5 separate regions of the Mus musculus genome follow, and all the other regions are linked to region 1. The links are chromatin contacts, called in public Hi-C and HiChIP or PLAC-seq maps. All regions are on one chromosome and are shown on one strand. The core of a region is the stretch at or near the end of the contact, and the rest is flanking DNA. Distances in the headings are between cores, read along the strand shown. Region 1 holds the start of Bard1 (BRCA1 associated RING domain 1). Region 2 has its middle 47 kb from the start of Gm4319. Region 3 overlaps Spag16 (sperm associated antigen 16). Region 4 has its middle 48 kb from the start of 4933417E11Rik. Region 5 has its middle 39 kb from the start of Gm28818.

Region 1 (2,829 bases), core at 181-2,680:
CAGGTTCCAAAGTGAATCTTTGTGTAAAAGCCCAGAGGCAGCTGGACCTAGGCTTTTGATGAAGAAAAGCTCCACGGGAGAATAATGGCATGCTTTCCCAGGTTGGCATAGGCCTCATATCTCATCAAAGAAATAGCTTTAGAGTTTTATTTGTTTGTTTGTTTGTTTATTTATTTGAGATAGGGTTTGTCTTGACTGTCTCAGAACTCTGTTGACTAGGCTGGCTTTGAACTCAGAGATCCACCTGCTCTTCCCCCCCCCTCCCCCCATTTCCATGCCTCTAGTGCTGGGATTAAAGGACCTTCCAGGCCTTTCCACCTTTAGAGTTTAATCAGGGTAGTGCCAAGACTAATTTTGTGTTTGGTAATGTCTTGTATATCTTTAGTGAGGCCTAAGGATGGGAGGCAATCTAGGCAGATGTGTGGATTCCAGTAAGAAGGAACAACTTTAAGGTAAACAGAGGCAGCTGGGGCGGTTAAGCAGAGACAGAGAAATAAAAGGGGATATGCAAGAATGTGTTCATAGGTTGGAAGCTGTGGAGAGGGCGGGCTGTGCTTGCCCAGTGTTAATATTCAGATCCGCAGGAGGGTCTATGGATTTGGCTGGTAGAATACTTCTAGCATAAAGGAGGCTCTAAACTCAGTTCAGCACCATGTAAGCTGGGCGTGGTGGTGCATATCTGTAATCCCCTATCGCGCAGAGGTGGAGGATCGCAAACTGAGAAGTTCAAGGTCACCCTTAGCTTCACAGTTTAAGCTAGGTTGGCAAACAGACGCCGTTTCAAAAAAAAAAAAAAAAAAAAAATCCCCGGGGAGGGTAGACCCTCTAGCAAACAAAAACGTTTTATGCAGTTTATCATATTTTAAAAGCACACCAGAACTTCTAAGAGATGCCCTTGGTCGGATATTTACAGCTAGTTAAAAAGTGAAATTGAAACTTAGTATTTAGCGGATTCTTATATCCTACAGCAAGGAGAAAAAGAGAACTTTCTTATATAAAGGGTAGTACTTTTATTGTCATGGGAAAAGCTTGTCCAAGTTCAACAGTAGCTTGAATGCCACTCTTTGTAGATGGCTTCAGCGGCAAGCTCCTGAGGCTATGGGAGGGTTAGAATCCAACTTCTAGGTAAGCACAGTTTCAGTAAACTGAGAGGGGGTGGGAATGAAACCCATGGGGAGCCCCGCCTCTTTGAAGGCGTGGCCTGAGGCCCCGCCGCTCAGTTTCCCGCTCAGGAAGTTTGAGCGCGCTATACCCCGCCTCCTAGGGCCACAGGCCTAGGTGACTTCTCCCCACGCCTCCTCAACCCCGCGCCTTGGCACTTTGGTTTCCGCGGTCCGCCCTACACCTCCTGAGGGCGTGGCCTCTCAAGCCTCGCCTCTCCATTTCCGGAACTTGGACCGCATTACTAAAGCCCCGCCCTCAGGCCTTGAGGGCGTGGCCTAAAGCCGGGTCCTTCCATCTCTGAGTTTTACCGCGTTTCAGCCTCCGAGCCGGAGGCGTCCGACCAATTCAGAGACTCCGCACGCAGCAGGATCCGGCGGTGACCAGCGGGGTGCGGCGCTAGAGCAAACCTGACCTCCCCTCCTCTGTGGGAATGCCACGCCGGCCGCCGAGGGTCTGCTCTGGGAACCAGCCTGCTCCCGTGCCCGCCATGGAGCCGGCTACCGACGGGCTTTGGGCCCACAGCCGCGCGGCGCTTGCCCGCCTGGAGAAGCTGCTGCGCTGCTCCCGCTGGTAAGGACCGGCCTGGCGACCTAGTGTCGTCTGTCCCTCCGTGTCCCACTCCTGAGTTTTCTGAGTGGCTTCCCAGCCACCTGCAACGAAGATGACTCAAACGGCACTTTTCGAATTTTCGCGGGAGAACTGCCTTCGGGGCGTGGCTCAAAGCGCAGCTCGTTGGTCACTCCCCGAAGGTGACGCTCGGAGCTGAGCCGAGCTAGTGCTGCTGGGGTCCTGGAGTTCGGTCCTCTGGGAGCGTGGTCCCGTGGTTGCGTGCGGGGCACAACAGCCCCTGTGAGGCTGACCTTTTGGTCCTTTCTCTAGTAGCAGGCTCGGCGTGGGGAATGGGAGGCTAGGGACCTGGTGACCGGTAGTTTGGCGATGGCAGTTTGTTGAGCATCGCAATTTTAACTTAGTTAGATTATGGCCCTGTACCACTGATCCTCCAACATGCCCTCTCTTGGATTTTATTCAGTCTGAAATGCACTCCTAAGTGGTACTTTCTTACCTGAGGCTGTTTATCGAATACTACCAAGAAATATACTTCTTTCCCCTTTTTTCTCTTTGGCAGTAGCGAATGTTAAGCCTTCAGTCTTTACTACAAATACAGTGTTAACTGCAACTTTTTTTTTTTTTTTTAAAGTTAACTGGCAACAAACTTTGCACTTACGTTAAATTATTCTTTTTTTTTTTTTTTTTTTTTTTTTTTTACAAACTCTTAGTATTTGAAAGAATGGCATTGTATTTCTTAGGAGAGTGGCGATTCTGTTAACATGAACACGTTCTGAGTTCTGCTTGTGTTTTCCTAAAGCATACGGATCATCCTGGGTGTAGACATACATCGGAAACTCAACTTCTAGTTGCAGTAGCAGGCCAGTGATGACGCACATGTTGGATCTCAATCTGTGGGTCGCGACCACTGGGACACACATTTAGGTCTTAGGAACGGAGACCCAGCTTAGTAGCAAAATTACAGTTATGAAGTAGCAAAGAAAAGAATGGTATGGTTTAGGGTCACCACAACGTTTGGAACTATATTGAAGGGGTTGTAGCATCAGGGAAGGTTGAGACCCAACCACTGCTTTAAATAGTTGAACCACAGTTAAACTC
Region 2 (2,829 bases), core at 222-2,721, 970 kb before region 1:
CACATTGCACTGGCCACGCAGACCTAACCCTGGTAGATCGTGGAAAAGGTCCTTTTGGAGTTTGGCTAAAATATATTCTGTTTTGCTTTTATGTAATATTTTATTTTCCTATTTTCTTTCATTCCTAATTTTTTTCTTTCATTCTCCAAGCTCAAGAGTGTATACAGTAGAAGGAGAGCTACTGTTGAACTCATGGCCACAGGCAATGCCAGTGAGTTAATAAGAGATTCTCAAGGTGGAAGGTGACCTTTGACCCATTCTCCCTTTCTGTAGAGAGCCTAGCATACAGATAACCAAGATAGGAAACAGTCAGGTGTAAAGGCTCATGTCTGTAATCCTAGCACCTGCAAAGCTGGTGCAGGAGGATTGTTTTGAGTATGAGGACAGAGTGACAGAGTGGACTACATAGTGGGTTCCAGGCCAGCTTGGGCTATAAAATGCTTGGGAGGAGGAAGAGGAGGAGGAAGGAGAGAGAGAGAGAGAGAGAGAGAGAGAGAGAGAGAGAGAGAGAGAGAGAGAGGAGAGACAGTCAGAGAGATACAGAGAGACAGAGTCAGAGAGACAGAGAGATAGAGACAGAAAGACAGAGACAGAGAGAGACAGAGAGAGAAGAGAGAGACAGAGACAGTCAGAGAGATACAGAGAGACAGAGTCAGAGAGACAGAGAGATAGAGACAGAAAGACAGAGACAGAGAGACAGAGACAGAAACACACACACACACACACACACACACACACACAGAGAGAGAGAGAGAGAGAGAGAGAGATTGATTTTCTAAAAGAGAAATCAGACTTTTCCTATTTTTGGTCTGGTTCTGTCATAAAATATCACAAACTCACTGGAAACTGTGCTTCCTTTCCTATGCTTTTCCCCACCCCATGATGGGAATGAAAAGCCTCCCAAGGAGACTTGTAATTATGATTCTTTTCTACAATTGATACAACCTTTGGATTGATTTTTGGCTCCCAGATGCCAGGTGTTTCCTGTGACAAACAGAGACCAAAGTTCTGATCCCTTTCCACACCCCCAAGTCTTCCACCCCTGCCCTGACTTGCTAGTGGATGAGCAAACTGTCCCTCATGTCTCCAGATTCTAATTTCATTTTTTTTCCAATGTCACCTCAGTTCCATGAAGGGAGCATTTTGCTTTATTGAATTCCTCTTTTGCTTAGTGAATTGCAGTGATTCAGCTTTCTTGCATGTTTTCTTCTGGTGTGTCCCTGTGTTGAGAATTCTTCAATAAGCCCCAAGGAATTTAAGGACTCCCAGAACCAAGTGATAGGTTGGGGCTCTGAGGGAGCCATGAGAGTATACAAAGGCTGTTGCTAAGCAGCTATTTACAAATAAAGGCGTTTCTCCAACTGCACAGAACCCTCAAACAAATGCTATCATTAAATGATGCATAGTCAGGGAGACTACCTTTACTGCTGAAGAATTTACTATTGAGCCCTTTATTTATAGTGCAGATAATGGTTGCTCGAAAAGGGAGGAAACTGTGTCAAGGGACTTTTATGAGTGGTGAAAAAAATAAGTGAGCTGTATGTTGGTTTGAAGTGATGACCAAATAATGATTTCATTTATCATCAGCCTGCAATAAATCTGCAAGTCTGCTCTCACCATGACAATGGGAAGCTGCAGGAAATCCAAGCCAGTTGGTTCCAGGCACTTGTCTTTTGTGCTGAGGAAAGTATCGACCAGGGGCACCAGACCCAAAAGTTCTGCAGGACCAGTTTTTGTATGACTTGGCTACTCATCAATGTTACTCTTGGTCTATCACTTGAGAGTCTACACTCCAGTAGTGCTAACTCTGGGATGTGGTAATTATCTTAGGGCAAGAAAGGAAGAACTCAGGCACCCATGCTGTTTTTAGCCAAAGAAAAGAGAAAACAAAACAAAGCCACTCCTCGGCCTTTCAGAGGATGAGGATGTGTGCGGAGCTCTTGGACAGTCCACTCATTAGTTGCCACTTGACATTAGACTCTAGAATCAGTGTCTTGAGGTGAAATATTCGGTCAGAACAACCATCAACTTCCTGCCACCCAAACCTTATGTCATTATTTTTTCTCTGAAGACCTCATGTTTGAGAGATTTTTATCTAGACGGTGGTGACTGTATTGCTGTGACTCATCTGTTCTACCTTCTTAGGCTTATGTTCAAAATTATCCATATTTTGAACAATGTGTCACAAAGTTATATTCAACCAAACCCTGGTAGCTAATTAGCATTTCACTGTACCATCTACTGTTGCTGTTTGCTAGTTCTATGGGCTAAGTATTGTTAAATAGCACATATACCTTCTCTACAGAGCTTTTTTTTTTTTTTTGAGACAGAGCTTCTCTGTGTAGCCCTGACTGTCCTGGAACTCACTCTGTAGACCAGGCTGGCCCTGAACTCAGAAATCTGCCTGCTTCTGCCTCCCAAGTGCTGGGATTAAAGGCGAGCGCCACCACTGCCCGGCTTTTACAGAGCTCTGGTACACTGTGCACTTCAAAAAGGAAAGAAGTGGTTCTGGGTGGGTAGAATCTGTAAGGATGTCATATCCAAGAGTGGGAAAACTGCTAATTAAGGTCAAAGTCCATCATGACCAGACAGCCTCTGGGCTTGGCACAATAAGGGACATTCCTTTCATTAGTGGGGCTTCTCCTTCTCTGACTTTGTCTGGGGGAGTTCTAAGCCCTCACACGTGCCTCTACCTAAGGAATGTCAGGTAGCCTCGGCTAGATTGTAGAATCAATCTTCTTTCTCCAGAAAGAACCCTGTTCAGCTAGCACCTGAGATTCCTGAAATGCTTCCTATGCTACTGAGGCATTTTGGATCCCCAAGCCTAAA
Region 3 (2,829 bases), core at 225-2,724, 970 kb after region 1:
TCTAGATATGAAGTCAACAGAAAATAAAATATGTGGTCACCTAAAGCCCACATTTTTCTTTCACATGTGACCTCAGACTATAGTGTGTACATGTACAAGGTATAAGAGTCACTGTGCTAGAAGATTTAGAAAGGAAATAAAGAAAGGGCATGGTGATTTGAGAGAGTGGGTTCCATAGGCTCTTATATTTGAATTATTGGTCCTCAGTTGGGAGTATCATTTGGAAAGGATTAGTCAGTGTTGCCTTGATGGAGGAGGCATGTCACTGGCAGTAGGCTTTGAGTTTTCAAAAGCATAAGCCTTTCCTAGTTAGCACTCTCTGCCACCTTCTTGTGTCTCAGGATGTGAATTCTTATCTACTGGACAAGCACTATGTCTGCTGTCGTGCTCCACACGATGATGGTCATGGAGTCTGTTTGAAACTGTGAACCTCTAATAAATGGTTTATTTGATAAGTGCCTTGGTCATGGTATTTTTAGCACAGCAATAGAAAAGTAGCTAAGACAGATGAAGACGAAGATGGTGATAACTGGTCATGAGAAAGAATTATTATAAAATTTACTGTAAAGGGTATGCCACATTACACTTGGCTATAGCTTCATGGAAGTCTGGATTTCCACAGCTTTGGATTGTATCAAGAAGCCACATAAAGTGGTTGATTTATATACATTAAGTGTGTAAATGCACACTATAACGTTGATACAATAAATCTTCATAAAAAGACATTTACCAGGAACAAACCCATTGTCACACAAAGAACAACCATTTATCGCAGTTGATTTGAATGTGTTAATAACAAATTCTGAGTCAATAATAATGTGTGGGTGTCACCTTAAGGAATGAAATCAAATCCCTTCCTCTTTTTGTCACCTTCTATTTTTGCTGCTCTCAGCAAATGATGATTAAAACATTCAGCATCACTCTAGGTCAGGGGAAGAAGACAGTACACACTTTGAGATCACAGCTCTGCATTAGCTTAAGCTATAAAAGTTTCTTCCATGTCTAATCCAAGGAAGTAAGGTGTGTGGTTATATTGTCCCCTTAAAGGCAAACTGAACAAGCAGGTCGAGTACACAGTAGGATAGCAGTCTTAAGTGTTAAATGGCCTCAGGGAGTATGATCAACTCTGGCTATGAGGTCCAGCTGAAGTTTCAGTCTCTTAGAATGTAATAGACAGCACCACAGTTGATGAAGATGATTCTGCAGTCAGCTAACACCAGTCAAGAAAGAAGAGAGAAGAGCAAAAAGTATGTTTCTGTGTTGGTGGAAATCTACAGAGGTGGAAAACCATGATGAAACAAGAGATGGCAGCTGGAGTAAAGGCCTGGCTGCTGATTAATATGGGGTTTGGCAGCTCATTCATGGATTTCTTCCCGTTTCTCTCATAGCTTACCACTGACGTTCCACTGGAGCTACTGCTACCAGCCTGTCTCAGTTGTTCTTTTCCTTTAAACATTTTTTTCACTTAAGTAACTCTCTTTCTCTTATGATAAAAGATGGCTCAGTGGGGAGATGACTCAGTGGTAAGGCATGATTGCTGCACACTCTTGAACAAAGAAGTTCAGTTTTCAGCAACTATGTATCAAGCTAGGATTCTCACAACCATTTCTATCTCCAGCTTACATGAGCCAATATCACTTTCTGGTAAAAGCAGAAAATCTGGAATATAAGCACAGAACACACACACACACACACACACACACACACACACACACACCTATATCATGTATGCACACAGACAGACAAGCATAGGTATAAATAAATCAAAATATATATCTTAAATACAAAAATTAAAAAAAAATTTACTTAGAGTTAACCAAGATCTGGCCCCTGCTTATCACCGTGCCTTCTACTGGTTGACACACACTGTCCTCCCTCTAGACTTTCAATACTACTGGCAAGCTTTCAGTTTGGTTTGCTCTGCCTATGTAGTTGCAGCCACAAACCATGTGTCTTAGAACCCCAGGAATAGGTCATGTCATACTTTTGGAAGACAGAAATCCAAAATGAAGTTCCAAACAGGACTATGTTTCATCTGAGGTTATAAGGTAGAAACTCTTCCAGGACTGACTCCATTTCTGGTAAGCATTCCATAGCTTACAGGTGGCTGCTTTTTCACTGTGACTGTTTACCTACCTCTTCTATAGACATCTCTGTCCCCAACATTCATCCCAGAAGACAAAAGCCATACCAGAATACAGCCCACACGGACTATTTAGTTTTAACTTTGTTAAATCTTCATAGACTCTATAAGAAATTTTACATTCGGAAGTGGTAGAAGCTAGAATAAAAACATACATTTTAAAATGATTTTGAAGGTGGCCAAATCCAACCCATAACTTCCCTTATACTTGTGGAACACTGTCTTGTTGATGAGCCTTTATGCTCTTCTTCCTGGCAGCATAGCTCCTTGAGTCTTCTGATGCAATGTTCTACCTAGATATGAAATCCCTTAGATGCAAATTCAGCAATCACCTCAGATAGCAAAGTCTTTGACTGGCGTTATGCCAAGTCTCCCATCGTAGACCTTTCATAGACATTGGAGGTGATCCTTCATAGTACTTGTTACAGATAGTTTCTCTCTTGGATTATTTCATGTTTATCTCCCACAACAGTTTTTTAAGACCATGATCATAAGTCATATGTCTGCTTTATTTACCATTTTACTGCTTTAAATTTAGAATTCGAGGAACACTGTGTATGATCAGAAAAACAAGTGCATTACATAAGTTTTCCAGGATTTAAATAAACTTTTCATTAATGAATTCAGGTGGCCAAAGATTCCAAAGCTGCCTTTTAAATTTTTATTAGAGAAAAGACAGTAATTAT
Region 4 (2,829 bases), core at 136-2,635, 850 kb before region 1:
CCTACCACTGTCTGGGCTGAAGCATTTTTGAAAGTCTTTGAGATGAAAACGGTAAGCATTAGCTGGTGGGTGGTGCATATCTTTAATCCCAGCCCTTAGGAAGAAGAGGCAGCAGATCTCTGTGAGTTTGAGGCCAGCCTGGTCTACACAGCGAGTTCTAGGATAGCCAGGGCTACACAAAGAAACTCTAACAAACAAACAAACAAAAATTCAAACAAATAAAACAAGAAAATGGTACGCTGAGACTGAAGACCACCAGTCATGACCTTTCTACTTTCAACGTCTCATTGGTGGTTTGAAGATCAACAAAGGATGTCCTGTGAGTTTTTGACTCTCTTGAATGTGAAGCGTCAATCATTCTTAGTTTCTTTTCCCCTAGAAGTCATGTGTTTCCAGTCTTCTGAATATTTACATTCTTGAAAACTGGCAAAAATTGTAGTTGTTGCTTACACAGTGAAAACTAAAATTGAGAAAGCAGGGATCTTGACATTAGAAAGACAGAGAGGGCATTGATCATCCTATCAGAACATGCTTTCTTTGCTCCATCTCATGGAGAGGTCAGCTTTTGCTTTAACTCCACCCTTTCTCTCTTTCACACCCTAGTCTGTCTGGTGAGATAACTCCAAAAAGAAAATGCAGACAAATCATATAATGTTAGGGGAACTCCAGGAAGGAAAATAGAACCTGTTTTCAACCCACTCTTCAACCTTCAACGGAAATGATTGTCTGGGATTCTCTTAGGAGTTGACTGCTTTGGGGCTGGTGGAGACAAAATATCTAGGTTGCTCAACCACTCTCCCCGACATGGTGACTACAGTCAAGCTCATTCATCATTTCAGTGCATCCTCATTGAGGGATGAACACCATCCAGTTGAATCCCTTCTGATGATGTATGGAGGCAGAGAACAGTGGAAGAGCAGAGATGGCTTCTACATGAAATAGTCATGACATAGACTTGGGGGTGGGGCGATTCATTGTCTTGGTTTAATTTATGCACAAAAAAGGGCAGTGTGGAATACAATAACTGCTATTAAAATGAGTGGGTGAGGGAAGAATTTTGTTTGTACTGGTCACTTCCCACTTCTTTCAACCCTTATGTATATTATCCACAAAACAGTCAGGAAAGAGGTGGTTGTGCCAGGTATTTTAGTAACACGAATTTAGCACATTGGGGAAAAAAAAAAGATGCAAAACCTAACCAAGGGGCTGGGAGGCAACCCAGGGGTGAGTGGCTCAGCAAGCCAACCCTAGGAAGGAAGCAGAGAATAGATAATACTAACATAGGCAGGAGCCTGGGGCGCTAGATGCACAAATAAAACTAAGCAGGAGCTCTGGCACAAAGAGGGAGGAGCTGTTTTGCTTGGCCAGAAGCAGGAAACAGGGAAACACATGTTCACTTCTTCCTTCCTCTGTCTACCAACACGGTTAGTGACTACGGTTGGCTGAAGCCAGCTGTTTCTAACTGGCACACAAATTGTTATGTTACTCTTGTTAACTCAACCTCTGTTGGCTTGGTAGTTTTCTGATTTGGAAATTTGGTTTGATATTCTAATTGGTTTATGTGTGTACTTACATTGAAGTAACAGTCTATTGAAAGAAATTTGTGTGCTTCCTCCAAAAGAAGGGTGTATGTGGTTCCCATTTGATAATGAAGATAGAGAATTGTGATATAAGGATTCACCAAGGTTTTAACTGTGGGAACTAAGAGAGTCTGAGGATTACCTACGACTTGGGACTGTAAGAGCATGGGAAGTTATGGATTTTGCTAAGATGAGTATTTTAAGTTATATTGAAATGGTGACTTAACTATAATGTGTGCACAGATTTTACTGTTGTATCAGGAGTATTTAAAACATGTTCAGAAATAAGATCAGCACAAGTTTAGACAAATACTCACTTGCTCCCAGGATTGACTGCCTATGTGGATGATATTTTACAGTGTGTTCTTTTCAAATGATGGCTTTACTGCTTTTTCTGCTAATCAGCAGAAACCATTTCTGATAGATCTAAAGGTGACCTTCCCCTACCCCCAGGGCAGGCTGCGAACAGCTAGATGGAACCTCTAGTGAGATGAGACGTGCAGATCAGAAGCAATGTGACCCCAGACTGCATGGTGCCTTTCGTACATCACAGAAGCTTTCTTTCTACATTGTCACACAGAAAACAAAGACAAAACCATCAGGTCTTATCAGAGTCTCCATTGGTTTAGGTTTAAGTCATATTTTGGTATATCAGAATAAGTACTTATCTTTAAATCTAAAATAATTATAGAGTATCATGAATATATAAAAGCAATGTAAAAGGCATTGGTGCACTTAGCATCTGGTTCTGAAGACTGCTGGTATTTATTTTATTTTCAGATCTCTGCCTATCTTTCCTAGAAAAAAACTACAGTAACTACTGATGTAACTACTGTAAGTTTAATATTCATTCTGATTTGTTCTTTGCATATAAAATTCCAACTAGAATTTGCCTTTGACTCAAGAGTTATTTTGGAAATTCTAGATAATCTAAATGCCTGGAAGTTATTGGCAACATTTTGGTTACATTCTTGTTAGGAAGTATAGTCCATTTGTCAAAATCTCTGTTATTTCTTTAAAATTTTTCTCCTTATTTATGTGTACGGGTGTCTTGCCTACACATAATGTCTATGTGCCACATGTGTACCTGGTGACTGAGAAACCCAAAAGAGAATGTCAGATGTCCTGGAACTGGAGTTACAGAGAGTTGTGTGCTGCTACATGAGTGCTAGAAATGGAACCTGGGTTCTCTGAAAGAGCAGCCAGTGCTCAACTACTGAGCCATCTCTCCAGCCCCTCATTAATGTTT
Region 5 (2,829 bases), core at 130-2,629, 840 kb before region 1:
CAGAAGCAAGAGTGAGAGAGGTAGGGAGGGAGGGAGGGAAGGGGGAAGGGAGGGAGGGAGGGAGGGAGGGAGAGAGAGAGAGAGAGAGAGAGAGAGAGAGAGAGAGAGAGAGAGAGAGAGAATATTTTTTTAAGGTCTACCTGGGACAGGGTGAAAGGTGATTTATTGTATTCCAGCAGACAGAAGTTTACCACTGATGTTTTAAGCACTAAAAGACCCGTTCACACAATCGGGGAGGGGCCACATGACTTTAGGCTTTATTTTAAATACACATCCCTCACGTTTGTAAGACTATTTTTCTCCAGTTATCACAGTGATTATCCTAGAAAGAAAAGGGGTTTAAGGAATGATGGAGAGAACAGGGACAAGTGAAGAGTTGGGGAGCCCTGCTTATTTCCAACCTGTCTAGGACAGGAAGAAAATCATGACGCAAAGTCTATAGGGCAGGAGGTTAGTGTGCTACGGGTGTTTCGTGGAAAGAGATTAGGGGGCACCTACTGGGGCAGAGAATCTACCTAGGGCTTCCTAGCCAAGGAACCAAAGATTTTCTCAAACATCGACTTCTCTCTCTCATGCCAGCGGAAGATCCACTTTGTAACATCTGTAAACGTAGTTTCATGCAGACAGTCCTATGTAGGGGTTACTCAACCTCCTGTTTTTACTTTTGAGTCCTGGCCGGGCCATCAATCACCGTCTTCATTGTTTGGGAGGACTTTCAGTTGCACAACTTTCTGGGCACGCCTTAATTCAACCAGACACAGTGGAAATCATTGCAATTCTGCTTTCAAATGTTTGTGGTTGGTGCGTATCTTTTAACCAGCACTTCCCCCACTTGAAAATGTTTAACTAATAGTTCATAATAAATCTGAAAAAGGGAATTCTCCTCATACCCCTCCTACCTCTCTCTCTTCCTCTTTTTCTCTTCCTCCTCCCTCTTCTCTCCCTCCTCCTTCCTCCTCCTCTCCTGCCTCCTTCCTCTCTCTTTCTCCTTGCCGTTATCTTTTGAGCCACAAAACGGCCAACTAACTGGCTTACAGCAGGGCAGCATTGAAGGTTCCCCATTCTGTGCAAACACCTTTGGAGCGAATCCTGTGGCAGGGAAGAGAGAGCAATTAGCTTCCTGAAGTCTCAGCCGGGTCTGTTAATGAACGCTGCTGGCACTGTAATTTACAGATGGGATTATGACATTCCCACCTCTACTCAGGTCCTGCTTCCTCAACTCTCAGAGGTGAGGAGATGATGAATGAGTTAATATTTGTTCAAGGATTTGCAGAAAAGCAGCGTCTTAAAAGCTGCCGCAAATGGCGCTTCTACGCAGTTCCCTCTAAGTGAGAGCAAGAGAAGGAGACTGGAGCAGGACACCAGGCTGCTCTTTGCACTCTGCACACCGCTGGGACACAGAGGCCTCTTGCCTGCTCATGGCAGTACTTGTTCATGTGATGTTTATAGGACGTGGGAGGCGCAGTTAACAGCTTTCCTCACGGACTCCATCCAGTATCTTCTGGGAGCATCTCCTTAGCCTCTGCCCTCAGAACCTGCCTCAGGCCCAGTGCTCATGAACCTTCATCAGAATTTCCCATCAAGTGAAAAATTCTTTCGAAAGGTCCTTTAGGGCCCAGTCAGATGACGGAGTAACTGCTTTGAGAAAGTAATTTAACCCAGTGCATTAACCATGGCAAACTTCTCAGAGAATCTTCTTCAAAGGTCAGTATATTAACAATAATAAATCCAGAAGAGGGAGAATGGTCAGGACAGTGTCTCTCATCAAGTCTTGAGCATGCGTGAAAGTCTGTGCAGAATTCAGGTATTGTCTAAATTCTCACAGACATCTTGGGAGTGGGAGTTATGTTTATTTTGCTTGTGGGGTGACAAATCCAGAGACATTCCTTAACCTGCCTTAAGTCACACAGCTGGGAAGCAGCAGGGCCGAGATTCACATCACCAAGTCTTGGGCTTTTACGTTTATAAACTCAAGGCATACAGGAGAGGCTCTTATCCCTAAGACCTTGCATATGCTTTTCACGTAGAAGATACACAAACTCTTACTAAGTACACTGAGTTTAGTTATCCTCTGTATGATGCTGGAAATCTCACCTTTCCAGGGCAAACATTTTAAGTAAACAGAGAAAGGTCTGGGAGTATAGCTCAGCAGTACATTGCTGGCCTGTGCTGCTCTCTCTGTGACCAGCACTGCTGTAACAACAATCTACTTTACCCTCCCCGCCAGCATACACACACACACACACACACACACACCCCTCAAACAAAGCACAAAGAAATGAGCTGTGCTTGTATGGAAGCTGTGGTGGATCAAGGGGAGATAATGTGGGAGTTGAAGATTCTCTCACTCATCAACTGAGAATTACCAAGGAACACCCCCACCCCCACCCCAGCTCCTCCAGCCTTTGAAGTCAGATGGAATCAACAAGTACCTGGCTACATGAAAGGCTATCTGTGTTTGGCAGATCTCTGAGAACCTTTTAGCAGCCAACTAAATGGTCAGCATTTGTTAAGCACAAAGACTTCCTGGCCTAGGAGGAAACACGGATCATGTCTTCAAGGGATGCTCACACTGATAAAGGACCCTGAGAACTTCCGATGCCTGTATCCATTTCAGGCACGCCCTGGACCACAAAGGGGAACCTCTGGAAGTGAAGTTCTGAGGGGAGCTGGCACTCCTTGATGGCAGTTTTTAGTTGATGACAGTTGATTCTCTTTCTTTAGGTGAAGTTCCCATATCCTCCAAGTCAAAAAAGTGAGGTGACTGCAAAGGAATGTGTTACAGCCTTGCAGGAAATCCACAAAAAAATTCCTTTCTCTTCTGAAGTT

What was found. A called contact is a pair of places that touch in the nucleus more often than the background predicts. HiChIP or PLAC-seq counts read pairs in DNA pulled down with a chosen protein or histone mark.
Region 2: a contact with region 1 is called in a FOXA1 HiChIP or PLAC-seq map of pancreatic cancer cells. The contact joins the enhancer-like site here to the promoter of Bard1 in region 1. A contact is called at or near these places in 4 of 39 promoter capture datasets (3T3-L1-derived adipocytes, hippocampal neurons, neutrophils and 1 more) and 4 of 115 datasets of contacts at active chromatin or transcription factors (astrocytes, embryonic hindbrain, extraembryonic endoderm stem cells and 1 more).
Region 3: a Hi-C map of adipose-derived mesenchymal stem cells shows a contact between it and region 1, with 2.5 times the contacts expected there. The contact joins the enhancer-like site here to the promoter of Bard1 in region 1. A contact is called at or near these places in 9 of 39 promoter capture datasets (the 3T3-L1 cell line, 3T3-L1-derived adipocytes, the SN4741 cell line and 5 more), 2 of 484 Hi-C or Micro-C datasets (adipose-derived mesenchymal stem cells and embryonic fibroblasts) and 1 of 115 datasets of contacts at active chromatin or transcription factors (astrocytes).
Region 4: a contact with region 1 is called in an H3K4me3 HiChIP or PLAC-seq map of pro-B cells, with 6 times the contacts expected there. The contact joins the enhancer-like site here to the promoter of Bard1 in region 1. A contact is called at or near these places in 6 of 39 promoter capture datasets (the 3T3-L1 cell line, the C10 cell line, the HPC-7 cell line and 1 more) and 2 of 115 datasets of contacts at active chromatin or transcription factors (large pre-B cells and pro-B cells).
Region 5: a FOXA1 HiChIP or PLAC-seq map of pancreatic cancer cells shows a contact between it and region 1. The contact joins the enhancer-like site here to the promoter of Bard1 in region 1. A contact is called at or near these places in 4 of 39 promoter capture datasets (the 3T3-L1 cell line, the HPC-7 cell line and pre-B cells) and 1 of 115 datasets of contacts at active chromatin or transcription factors (pancreatic cancer cells).

What each region holds. Positions count from the first base shown.
Region 1 is chr1:71,101,573-71,104,401 of GRCm38.p6, reverse strand. It overlaps Bard1 (BRCA1 associated RING domain 1), which reads left to right and starts at 1,430. Exons shown (of 11, transcript NM_007525.3): 1 at 1,430-1,734. The coding sequence starts at 1,595.
Region 2 is chr1:72,074,968-72,077,796 of GRCm38.p6, reverse strand. No RefSeq gene overlaps it. Among named protein-coding and RNA genes, the nearest start is that of Gm4319, 47 kb to the left of the region's middle. Within about 2 kb of position 1,471, at least 26 of the 459 cell types and tissues checked have an H3K27ac peak or open chromatin away from gene starts, as enhancers often do. A contact at or near this core is called in pancreatic cancer cells, where this site is marked.
Region 3 is chr1:70,134,281-70,137,109 of GRCm38.p6, reverse strand. All of the region lies in intron 11 of Spag16 (sperm associated antigen 16), which reads right to left. Among named protein-coding and RNA genes, the nearest start is that of Gm23879, 180 kb to the right of the region's middle. Within about 2 kb of position 1,474, at least 22 of the 459 cell types and tissues checked have an H3K27ac peak or open chromatin away from gene starts, as enhancers often do. A contact at or near this core is called in adipose-derived mesenchymal stem cells and astrocytes, where this site is marked.
Region 4 is chr1:71,955,682-71,958,510 of GRCm38.p6, reverse strand. No RefSeq gene overlaps it. Among named protein-coding and RNA genes, the nearest start is that of 4933417E11Rik, 48 kb to the left of the region's middle. Within about 2 kb of position 1,385, at least 17 of the 459 cell types and tissues checked have an H3K27ac peak or open chromatin away from gene starts, as enhancers often do. A contact at or near this core is called in the HPC-7 cell line and pro-B cells, where this site is marked.
Region 5 is chr1:71,936,676-71,939,504 of GRCm38.p6, reverse strand. No RefSeq gene overlaps it. Among named protein-coding and RNA genes, the nearest start is that of Gm28818, 39 kb to the right of the region's middle. Within about 2 kb of position 1,379, at least 66 of the 459 cell types and tissues checked have an H3K27ac peak or open chromatin away from gene starts, as enhancers often do. A contact at or near this core is called in pancreatic cancer cells, where this site is marked.